Linked DNA regions of Macaca mulatta: region 1 is linked to region 2. A link is a contact called in public Hi-C data. All regions are on one chromosome and are shown on one strand. The core of a region is the stretch at or near the end of the contact, and the rest is flanking DNA. Distances in the headings are between cores, read along the strand shown.

Region 1 (6,178 bases), core at 152-2,651, 140 kb after region 2:
TCCAGTATTTTTATAACTGGTTTAATTTTTAAAGCTATCACTTACTACATTAAGCAGTTTCTAAAGTCATCAAGAGCACCAATGAGACACAGCAACAAACTAAAAAAGAGTTTGTCATTCAAATCTCCTCAAAAGAGAACTCCATCCACGATCACAGAAATACTAAGAACTCAAAACATTCCCAAATATAGAGGATATAGTACCTAGTGGTTAAATGCGGGTACATAGGTCCAAGCTGTCTGAATTTTAATTCTTGTTCCTACACTCATTTGTGTGACCTAGGGCAAAGCACTTACTATGCAGCTTCCTAGTAAGGTGGGGGTAAGTTATTGGGTTGCTGCTAATGAATTAATACCTGAATTTTTGTGCTCAGAATGCTAGCTATCTTACTATCATTGACACTAAGTTGTTGAAACAGAAGTTGAGAGTGGGAGACCCTGCAGCTAATCACGCTAATTTTTCAATTTTCTTAACCAAGAACTTGTAGCTCTCTGTTTAGATTTCCAAATGGAACCAAAACATGTTCCTAAAAGCAATTCTCTTAGCTAAAAGCATGCAGCTCTCAATCTGAATTTTAAAACAAGGCCAAAACACTTTCACAAATTCCTAAGAATCCAAAATAATCTTTAGAGGCAGGGAGGGGAAAGGGGAGTTAACAGCAAGCCCCAATTCACACATTAGAGTAAGTATGTCTGATAACAAAGTCCATCTGTGACAGACTACCAGGCCCAAATACCTCTAAAGCAGTTATTTGATTCTCTTCTACTCTCTTCTCTAGAGAATGAGTATAAATGTGCTTTAAAAAATAGAAAGCCAAGCTTTTGAATGGGAGCACATACAGCAAAGAGCTGGGAATCCAAGTCAATGGCAGCTACAGGGGAAAACTTCTCCAGAGAGTCACCACTTACTCCTTTTTTCCCCAGTGGCCAAGAGCACCGTGGGGTCAAACTCCTCTTGGGTGGGTGATGGGGAAACGGCGACCTTCCCTCATCTGGCCCCTACGCTGTCCTCCGGTAGCAAAGCTCCGGTGCAGAGCAGTTAGCTACACTCCCTCTCTCTCCCTCCTCTCGCCGGGATCTCGTGCCCGGACGGGGAGCCCCAGGTTCCAGCCTTTGGCCGCCTGGCTGGAGGAGACACAGCAGAAGAAACAATAGGGCCGTGGCGGCCGCCGTACCTCTCCCTGTCGCGGCCGTCGAAGTAGACGAAATCGCCGCTCTGAACGCATTTGGCGCAGGTCAGCCGCCGGCGGGTAGTGTTGCACAGCGGACAGCGCTCCACAGCCACGTACAGCCCCTCCGCGTCGTCCACAGAGTCCACCAGGTCCCGGGCGAGCGGCCGGGGCCCGCACCCAGGAGCCTCCGGCGCCCGGGGTCCCTTCCCACTGGGAGACGCCATGATGGCCTGAGAGGAGAGCCAGTCACGTGGGATTTTGTTTTCAACCGGGTGCATTCTGGGCCAGGAGGAGGGGCCTGGGGGAGGCGGGCTGGGATCCCGGCGACCCCCCGGACCCCTCTCCCCGCGCGGGTGCTTGTCCCAGGCGCTGTTGTTTTTCCGGTCTGCTGAGGGGCAACAGGTCCCGAAGCAAGGGGAGAGTTATATTAGAGGGGCTAGTCTGCCAAACAAAATGTCATCATCTGCTGGCTCAGGCCAAGACTATGAGTTACAGCCTCAAACTTGTGCAGAAAATTGTAATACCATACCCTAAGGATTCTGGGTAAACGGAATGGGAGCGGAATAAGGGAATTTAACTTGCTGTGGATGCTTTAAAATCTGGCTAAAACTACAGCAAACAAAGTAGGGTGAAGGGGCTGGGTCTTGGAACTAGGTTGAATTTTGGCTCACTTACCTACTTAATAGCTGTGTGACTTGGGGCAAGTTCCTTAATCTTTGCGCCTGTTTTCTCGTGTTAAATGGAATTATAGTACCTATCTAATGCAGAGGATTAATATGGTTAATAGTATTATACTTTACCAATAGTGAAAACAACCAAAGTGAACGTGCAAAATCAGAATTGTATCTTTCTGAAAAGTTAATCACGTGGCTAACGTACCTTCCCTATCCTGGGGCATGCTCTAAGAGAATTTGAACTAGGTAGGTGGTTAGGACTTCCCTTCAAGTTTCTTTTGGGGGATAGGGGATATATAAGATGATGTGTTGGGAGGATCATATCAGAGTAATTAGTGTTTGAATATGCCTCTAAACTACAGAGAAGAGTGGGTTTATAGGTCAGATTAAATAGACCAGTGATTTTCAAGGATTTTACTAGGCTATCCACTGATAAACTGCCCTGAATTCTCTCTAGCCAGGATTCCTTTCTCAAGTTCCATACCCAAAGATCCAGAACTGCTTACTAGGTATCAAGTGACATTCCAGGACACCACAAACTCAGATTGTTGGAAACTGACCTCTACCTCCCTACAAACCTGTTTTCTTACTTTGGTGAAGGACGTAATCACTGATGATTTACAGCTAAGAGCCATGATTCATATCAGCCCGTCCCTCCCTGTTAAATCTCCACATCACCGTCAAATGCTGGGGATTCTACAAGCTAATTCGGTCTTGAATCTGAGCCCTTTGCCCCTCCGTCTTCTTAATCTTACCCAGTCTTTTTAAATACAAATCACGTAGGATTACAAAATCAAGCAAAAGCAAAAATTCTCTAATTTTCAGAATGGAGTTTACACTAAACTTGAATGGTTCCTGAAAACTTAAGATTTATTTTTAAGTGAGAAGTCTTTCTCTCTGATCATTTCAAACGAAAGGATTATTTTTAAGGTCTCAGGCTTATGTTTAATTTGTATTCAGACAGGATCCTTCACAGTGCTTAGTACCTAATGATCAGGATCAACTGTTCAATATTTTAAAAGGCAAAAAATACACATTAATTCCTATCCTGGTAGATGATATCACAGTATTTAGCTTATGCAGTTATTTGAAACTCCTATATATGGCTATGTATTTTCAGAGAACGCGTATTAATGTATTACTTAACAGCGGAGTACTGAGGTTTTTGGATACAAAATGTAGTTTAAATATTTCAAGGGAGGGGGGCGCCACACTTCTCAATGAAGAGAAACATTTGTACAGTTCAGAATTTTTTTTGACACCTATTACGCCATGAACTCATAGGGAATAGGTTCCAGCATCCCAGGCTCCTCTCCATTGGTTCTCACAAAGTTCTTCTCTGGGTGGAGCAGGCTGGCACTTCAGTTGAACTCAGACACCTCTCCCCACACCTCTCCCTTTGACGTCTTTTTCCGATCATTTACCTTCACGCATTTCAGGAAACTTACTTGGCTCTTAGAGTGCTTCGTATGCTCAGTAGACACATTCATTCTCTTGGCAAAAATCTTGCCCTTGTTTACAACAATGCCAACAGCATGCTGGGTAACACTGTAGACTCTTCCAGCTTTGCTGTGGTAACATTTGCGAGGCACTCCTTTCTTGGAAAGCACCCATTCCCTTGATGTCTACATTATCACCTTTTTCGTAGATTCGCGTGTATGTGGCCAAAGGAACAATTTCATATTTTCTAAAAGGCCTAGAGAACATGTATCAGGTGCCTCACCTCTTTCCCTTTGTGTTCGTTATTTATGGCAAATTACTGGAAGATGGCCCTTCCGGCTAAAAGGAAACGCGTTGAGTCTTAATGATGCTACAATATCATTCTAGTGAGACCCTAAATCTCTCAAATTTTGAAATGTTTACTTGCTCAGTTTTTAAAATAACACAGGAGTCATTTTGAATACAAATTTTTCTTCGTTTCTTAGACAGGTTTACTTACACAGAATCACCCTTTAATAAGTAATGTACTTGGAACATCTACAATTAAAGGTAGAATAATCCAGCTGTTTCTGTGCTGGGCTTATGGACATATTCAGACCAGAATAATGTGAGATGTTGAATGATATGCTCAGGCTTTTTTAAAACCTTTTAGAATAGGATAGATGTTTTCAAATGCTTCATAGATCTCAGAGCGTTCTTTGGCACCTATAAAGAAATCCAGGTTTACATAATTTTTAATATAAAAAATACCAAAATTTAAACACTAAAATTTCATTGTATTGTCTCCAATTACTTTTAATATGACATCTCTTTAGCTGTACCTGAGAAATGGCATTTATTTCAGGTAAATAATTTGGCAACTACAGCCATATTTCCACAAGACACAAACCTTAGAGCAGAGTTTTCTAGAACTTCTCTGTGGCTGTCATCTTTGCTCACACAGTGCTCAGTGTGAAATGTGGAATGTTATCTCTACGTGTGCCATGAATATGGCCTCAGAGTAATTTCATCAGCACCTGCGGGCACTTAGCTACCAGCAAAAGGGACTTCCTTTGACCCACCTCCTCTCTAGTTAACATCTTGATTCCCTAATATTGACTAACAGATTGAGACAAATGAGCTTTAAATTTGTTTTACATTTTAGTTTTAAATTTAAAAAAGTTTTAAATTTTAAGTTTAAAAGGGTTTTAAATTTTAAGTTTAAAAGGGTTTTAAATTTTAGTGCATGGGAAGGATTAGAGGGGAAAATTGTACTACTGTCACTTGTAAAGTCTTGGGTTTCAAGAAATTGTAAATCATAACTGCTTTAGGAATTACAGGGATAAAAACATGAATCAGACAGTCTCCACTCTTGAGAAATATTAGTTAGTCCCTACTCATCTCTCACCACCACCAACTAACCACCACCACTACCTCCACCTTCCAAATTATGCAGGCACGTTGTGCTAAGGGTTGTGGACTGATACTACTTATGTTTATATGGAGCTTCAGCTAATCAGGACACTAATCAGCTAATCTGATATTTTGTGGGCTGGAGGCAAGGAAGGAAGAAAGGAGGATAATGAAAGGACTAACAACTGTTAGCATGAAGAGAAAGGGAAAATAGCTTTAGTTGATAAAGACTCTTAAGAACTATAAAGTACATTGCTGATAGGAACATGAAATGGATCAGCTACTGTGGAAAATAGTTCAGTGATTCTTTAAGTCAAATAATTACATGACCCAACAATTTCATGCCTTGGTAAATACTCCCCAAATTGAAAACAGGTACTCAAAAAAATATGCACTTTCATTGCAGCACCATTCACAATTGTCAAAAGGTGGAAACAGCTTAAATGCCCATCAATGGATGTATAACAATTTATAGTGTAGGTGGGGCGTGGTGGCGCACACCTGTAATCCCATATCTTTGGGAGGCCCAGGCAGGTGGATCACCTGAGGTCAGGAGTTCAAGACCAGCCTGACCAAGATGGTGAAACCCTGTCTCTACTAAAAATACAAAAGAAAATTAGGCGTGGTGGCAGGCGTCTGTAATCCTAGCTATTTGGGAGGCTGAGGCAGGAGAATTGCTTGAACTTGGGAGGCAGGGGTTGCAGTGAGCAGAGTTCATGCCATTACACTCCAGCCTGGGTGACAAAGCCAGACTCTCTCAAAATGAAACAAAAATGTATAGTGTATATATACAATAGAATATTACTCAGCCATAAAAAGAAATGAAGTACACATGCTACAACATACAGAATGTTTCTTAGGCTCATCTAAGTGAAAAGCCAGACACAAAAAGACACATAAGATTCTATGTATAAGAAATATCCAGGGAGAGGGGAACGAGGGGAACAGTTTAATGATATCAGGTTTTATTTTGGAGCAATGGAAATGTTTTAGAACTAGGTAGAGCTGGTCATATATTCACAATACACAACCAGCTACTAAATGCCACTGAACTGTTCGCTTTAAAATGGTTAAATTTGTTATGTGCATTCACCTTAAAGATTAAATAATCAGGGATGAAGTCCTTATAAGCTTAATTTTTTTAGAAGTAAGGGCAGGCAGGCCGGGCGCGGTGGCTCACGCCTGTAATCCCAGCACTTTGGAAGGCCGAGACAGGCGGATCACGAGGTCAGGAGATCGAGACCATCCTGGCTAACACGGTGAAACTCCGTCTCTACTAAAAAATACAAAAAAACTAGCTGGGCGAGGTGGCGGGCCGCCTGTAGTCCCAGCTACTCGGGAGGCTGAGGCAGGAGAATGGCATAAACCCGGGAGGCGGAGCTTGCAGTGAGCCAAGATCCGGCCATTGCACTCCAGCCTGGGCGATAGAGCGAGACTCCCGTCTCAAAAAAAAAAAAAAAAAAAAAGTAAGGGCAGGCCTGGTGGCTTACACCTGTAATCC
Region 2 (5,960 bases), core at 1,394-3,893:
ATATATATTTTGAGACAGGGTCTCCTTCTGTTGCCCAGGGTGGAGTGCAGTGGTGTGATCTCCGCTAACTGTAGCCTCAAGCCCCTGGGCCTGGCCAATACCATTATAAAACAGACATCATACTCATCTACTGTCATGAGAAAAGTGTACATCACTAATATGGTTGTAATTATTCATTAAACATTTAAGCAATGTTAAGTGCAATACTCTTTAGTGAATACTAGGATATAATCTTTCCCCTAGCAATTTAGAATCTAGCAGGGGCTATTAAATACACATATGGAAGATGTGTGTGGAGTAATATAAGGGCCATAAAGGAAGAGAAAAAATTAGAGGAATCAACTTTTTGATTCCTCTGATCAACAGGAATCAAGTTTGTTTGTTTGTTTTTTAGATGGAGTCTCACCCTTGTCGCCCAGGTGGGAGTGCAGTGGTGTGGTCTCAGCTCACTGCAACCTCCGCCTCCCAGGTTCAAGCAATTCTGCCTCAGCCTCCCAAGTAGCTGGGACTACAGGCGTGCACTACCACGCTGGGCTAACTTTTGTATTTTTAGTAGAGATAAGGTTTCACCATGTTGGCAAGGCTGGTCTTGATCTCCTCACCTCAAGTGATCTGCCTGCCTCGGCCTCCCAAAGTGCTGGGATTACAGGCGTGAGCCACCATGCCCAGACGGAATCAAGAGGTTTTAAGAAGGACAGTGTTTAAGATGAATCTGAAAGGATAGATTGAAGTTTTACAATTTTGAGCTAACTATGACATAAGGAACCTTCAAATGATAATGATATATTGAGCTAATATTGATCATATATTAAATCAGACATACAGTTTGATGCCAAGGTATACCATATAACACCCCTCCTTAATTTTTTTTTTCTTTTTGAGATGTGAGCCACCGTGCCTGGCCTTCCCCTCTCCAATTTTTATTAAAAATATGTGTATAGATAAAGGTCTAGATGGAGATATTAAGTGGTTATTTCTTGGTGGTGAGATTATGGGAAATATTTATATTTATTTTGCTTTTATGTTTTAATATTTAAGATTTTACACATATATTTTACAAGAGTAGTTTTATAATTGGACAAAAGCACTTTTGTTAAGGACTGGCTAAAATCAAAGTTGCTGGTTTAAGTGTAACTTGGTACAACTTTTAAAAAATAATTTGGCAGTTTGTATTAGTAACTGTGAAAGTGTTGATAGTCTTTTTCACCTAGTAATTTCACTTTTGGGTGTCTTTAAAAATCTACATTCATGAAGATGTTCTATGATTTCTTTATAATGGCAAAAAGTGAAGGAAACAATTTATGTCCAAAACTAGAGAATTAATGCAGTAAATTTTATGTCCACTTAATGTATTTTTATGCAGCTGTTAAACTGGTTATGAAGCTTATGTAGAAATATGAGAAATGCTTATAAAAGTGAAAAGAGGATGCAATATCGCATACAACTACTATTACACAGTGTAGTAAAATATATGTGATGGGGCAAAAGGTCTAAAAGAAAATACATTGTCCTCATGTTTTTCAATGTGGTTAATATTACTTTCACAATGAAAACAATAATAAGTTTAAAGGTTGGGGATCAAAAGTTCCTCACTGACCCTCTGATTTGAATGTAAAGTATTAAAAATTTATGTCCATCATTGGCCGGGCGCGGTGGCTCAAGCCTGTAATCCCAGCACTTTGGGAGGCCGAGACGGGTGGATCACGAGGTCAGCAGATCGAGACCATCCTGGCTAACACGGTGAAACCCCGTCTCTACTAAAAAGCAGATCGAGACCATCCTGGCTAACACGGTGAAACCCCGTCTCTACTAAAAAATACAAAAAAAAAAAAAAAAAAAAAAAAAAACTAGCCAGGCGAAGTGGCGGGCGCCTGTAGTCCCAGCTACTCGGGAGGCTGAGACAGGAGAATGGCTAAACCCGGGAGGCGGAGCTTGCAGTAAGCTGAGATCCGGCCACTGCACTCCAGCCTGGGTGACAGAGCGAGACTCCGTCTCAAAAAAAAAAAAAAAAAAAAAAATTTATGTCCATCATTAACCAGTCCTTAAGCTTCTACAGACTTTAACAGTTTGGTGTCAACCTCAACGTTTATCTACTTTCTGACAGGTATCCCTGCCATGATTTGCATGGGAAAGAGAGTCAGAAGGGACCCTTCCAATTTCGTCATTTCACAAATTGAAACTTGAACCCCAGCCTTCCAAGCTAGCAGCAGAACCAAGATGGGGATCCAGGTCTACTAGGTTATCTAATAGTATCTGAGACCATTTATAGCTTCAGGTCTACCCACGAATATTCATAAACTTGACATGTCTGCTGACTGAACCCTGGCATCACTACCCTTCTGGCTGGCCTGGGGGGTTTGATTCCCCACAGTAGTGCTCAAACTTATTTTCTACCACTTGGGGGCCGCAGACGCGTCATCCAGGAGGTCTCCCTTTTCACTTTCCCCCTTCCCGCCCCCAGTGGCCGGCAGGGGGCGCCGTGACACCCTGGTTCCGTGGCCCCTCCCCCGGCCAACCGTCGATTGGGCCGGCGCGTGACGTCACTCCGTTTTAGCCAAACAAATGGGTTTCGGGGCGAGCGTTGGGCGCCGCCGCGCCGTGCTGGGTGCTCGGTCCGCCTCAGCGGTGGGGAGCGAGCCAGGCCTCCCGCCACCGCTGCCGCCGCCGCCACTGCATCGGGCTGGTGCAGCCCCGGTCCAGGCCGTGGCCGGGGCAGGAGCGCAGGTGAGTCCGGGCCGGGGTGGGGCGTGGCGCAAGGGCCGCGCGGCTGGGGTTCGGCGGCGGCCACCGTGGCCGCTCCCCGCCCCCTCCCGCCGCCTGCCTGCGCTCCCGGGGCGCCGGGCGGGTGGGGGCGGGGGCGCCGCCCGCGGGTCCGGGGCAGGGACCCGGCTGCCTGCGCCTCCTCCGGGGCGGCCCTCCCCGCGCGCACGCACGGCCCGGGCGCTGAGCGCCCCCGCGGGCCACGGAGGGTCGGGCGGGTAGGGAGCGGGGTCCCGGGTCCCGGCTGAAGCCGAGGAGATCACAGATAGGCCGTGAGCGGGTACCGGACCGGCGCTCCCACCTACGGGACCCCGGGCGGTGAGGAAGTCAGCCTTTGGACTTGGGTCGCCTCGCCCCTGTCGCGCTCGGCCACTCTGCCCTTCCCTGCCCCAGCACAGGTGAGCTGGCGCTTGTCCTTAACCTTCCTCGGCGACGAGGCGGGACGGAGGCTCGGACGCCTCCCCAGCCTCTGGGCTGGCGCAAGCCGACTGCGATTCGTCCCCAGTCCGCGGTGAAGTCATAGAGCTGTGGGTCCGCATGTCTGTGACGTCAGTAGATGGGTCCTGGGATGTCACCGCAGGCCCGGGCGGGGACCTGGGCTCGCGGAAGGGCCGGGGGGACCCGCAGGGGAGAAAAAGGAAGTTGTGTTCCACGAACGCCTGGAATCGCAGTGAATTTGAATCGAAAGTTGTTCGATATCAGCATTTTGCAGTTTTAATGTAATAGTTGTCAATTTCTTTAACTTCTTGTCCAGCAAGCGTTTCGAGTACAGCTTAGTATAAGACATTTGATTTAGAAAAATTTAAGTCAAGGTAGGAGATTTTTTGGAGGGTGTAATGTAAAAAGCCTTTTAGGAAGCTAAATTCATAGTTTGATGGTTTGTGATCAGAATTACTGAAAAAAAGAGAACCACTTCTAGTGCTGATAAATCAGTTTGCTTTACTTTTGTTTTTTTTTTTTTTAAACTGGACATCTATCTGCTTGTTAGCATTTTTTGTTAGCAAATGGCTAGGAGGAGGGAGAGTGGATCTTACATGATTTTTTTCTTTTTTTTCTGTTGTAAAGGGAGGGAGGAGTTTGAATTAATCCAACATTTGTCTTAAATAATAATTACCTGAGGAATTAATTTATCCAGGTTGTCCCTATCCTACCCTGTGCTACCATGCTACCACCCCTTGCTACCATGGTTTAGAAGTCAGCAACAAACCTTTTTCTTGCTTTCTTACTAAGACCCGGCTGTAACTTAATATAATAACATATTCCAGGACCGCTTGTCTGGATAGTTAACTAACATTTTGTCTTTAGTGCTTTTAAATATGAAATTACAGAATTAAAAAAAATGATTTGTCAATGAATGCTGTTTTTCTTCCAAAGCTTTCAAAAGAGATCTAAACTGGAAGAGAAGCTAGTCACTTGTCGTAGTAACTGACCCTCTTCAGGTATTCCAGCATATCAGTACTTTTCATTTCCTCCTCTTTGTAGAATAATGTAAATGGAATCTAGTTCAAAAGGTAGATGGCTTAAAATTGAAGCATAGGTACAATTGGTGTCTTTAGCAGGAAGCTTGAGTAGAAGTCCTTAGTCCTTCCTCACTGACCTTGACTTGTAATGGTAGGGTTTTTTTTTTTTTCTCTCTCTCTCTCTCTCAATACTTCCTGCTCCCCATTTGTCTTTTAAAGGTGATTGATAACATATTGTCTCTCTGGGTTTTACATCAACATGCAGGTGGAAGTTATGCCCATTTTCAGGCAGGAAATAAAAGCAAAAATTCACCCCTGTTAGGTACTGTTGGATTTGACTGGAAGTTCACAAAACAAGGCTTTTCTGTACATCTTATTTTGATCCTCACCACAACCTTGGGAATTTGACAGCATTGTGTGCACTACTGAAAGTTGTTCTGTTTTTTTCTTCCTTCTTTTAAGAAATTAGGAATTTTATGCTGACAGTGTTGAGTGAAGTCCCTAAAGATACAATTCTGTGTACAAATTATTTTTTGTATATACAAACTTTGTATACAAAATTTTGTATAAAAGATACAAATTTGAGCCTTTGGATAACCAGAGACTTGAGAGGCACCTGAATTAATATGAAACTGCTGATATTGAGAGTTAGTCAACCTTCTCTTGAAGATGAAAGAGTCTTGGCAAGATACTATGTAATGCAACTGAAGGGGGTCCAAAATGGAACTTGCATGTGTTTTTCCCAAGTGGTAGCCATTCTGGGGCCGGCTACATGGCTCTCTGTAAGTTAGGTGTACTCGTTTGTTTGTTTGTTTTTTTGAAACGGAGTCTTGCTCTGTCGCCCAGGCTGGAGTGCAGTGGCACGATCTCGGCTCACTGCAACCTCTGCCTCCCGGGTTCAGGCGATTCTCCTGGCTCAGCCTCCCGAGTAGCTGGGACTATAGGCGCGTGCCACCATTTCCAGCTAATTTTTGTATTTAGTTTTACTGTGTTGGCCAGGCTGGTTGTGAACTCCTGACCTCATGATCCGCACACCTCAGCCTCCCAAAGTGCTGGGATTACAGGTGTGAGCCACTGTTCCCGGCCAGGTGTACTAGTATTAATGGGAAAGGATGAAAGTCAGACTAAACCAGAAAGACCTACAGCTGATAAGGAGACACCTGCTCTTTGGCAGTGCTTTTTTCCCCTCTGTTTTGCTTAGCAATTGCGAAGTTTTACTTTTTCCTCATGGAAAATGAGTTAATAGGTGAAGAATACATGTCGTAGGGCATACTGATGTGACTGAGGAACAATGACAGATATTTAAAAAGTCAGCTAGTGAGTGTTGTTGTGCAGTTATCTAACAAGCCATAACTCGTGTGAAACATTTTTACAGTCTGTTTCTATTTTTGGCAGGATATTTTTCACCCGTGCTTTCCAGTTTTGGGTCTGGGAAGCAGCTTTTACTTCATATAGATGGTTTTATGGAAATTAATTTTGAGATTGGTTTATTATTTTAAGTCATCCACTTATGTAATTTGAAGGCACTAAATTAAACAGTCATTTGTTATGTGGCATCTTTCTGATGGATAAAAGCAAGTGTCAAGAATGAGAGTACTGTATTGTAGAAATTCCTCAGGATATGTTTATTGGATCAATTATTTTATTAACATTTAGGATTTAAATTCTTACAAAATTTTTACTTTATTTTTTAAACTTAATTTATGTTTAGCTTAATTTGACAGTTTTTATATTCTAGTA

What was found. Hi-C and Micro-C count contacts between places; a contact is called where the count stands out from the background.
Region 1: a contact with region 2 is called in a Hi-C map of liver, with 2.6 times the contacts expected there. The contact joins the promoter of ATG14 here to the promoter of FBXO34 in region 2. A contact is called at or near these places in 2 of 14 Hi-C or Micro-C datasets (fetal cortex germinal zone and liver).

Annotation. Positions count from the first base shown.
Region 1 is chr7:128,543,265-128,549,442 of T2T-MMU8v2.0, forward strand. ATG14 (autophagy related 14) reads right to left here and starts at 1,402. Exons shown (of 10, transcript XM_001088634.5): 1 at 1,175-1,402. The coding sequence starts at 1,395. TBPL2 (TATA-box binding protein like 2) reads right to left here. Exons shown (of 7, transcript XM_001088740.5): 7 at 3,914-3,990. The coding sequence ends at 3,914.
Region 2 is chr7:128,398,611-128,404,570 of T2T-MMU8v2.0, forward strand. It overlaps FBXO34 (F-box protein 34), which reads left to right and starts at 2,644. Exons shown (of 2, transcript NM_001266246.1): 1 at 2,644-2,724.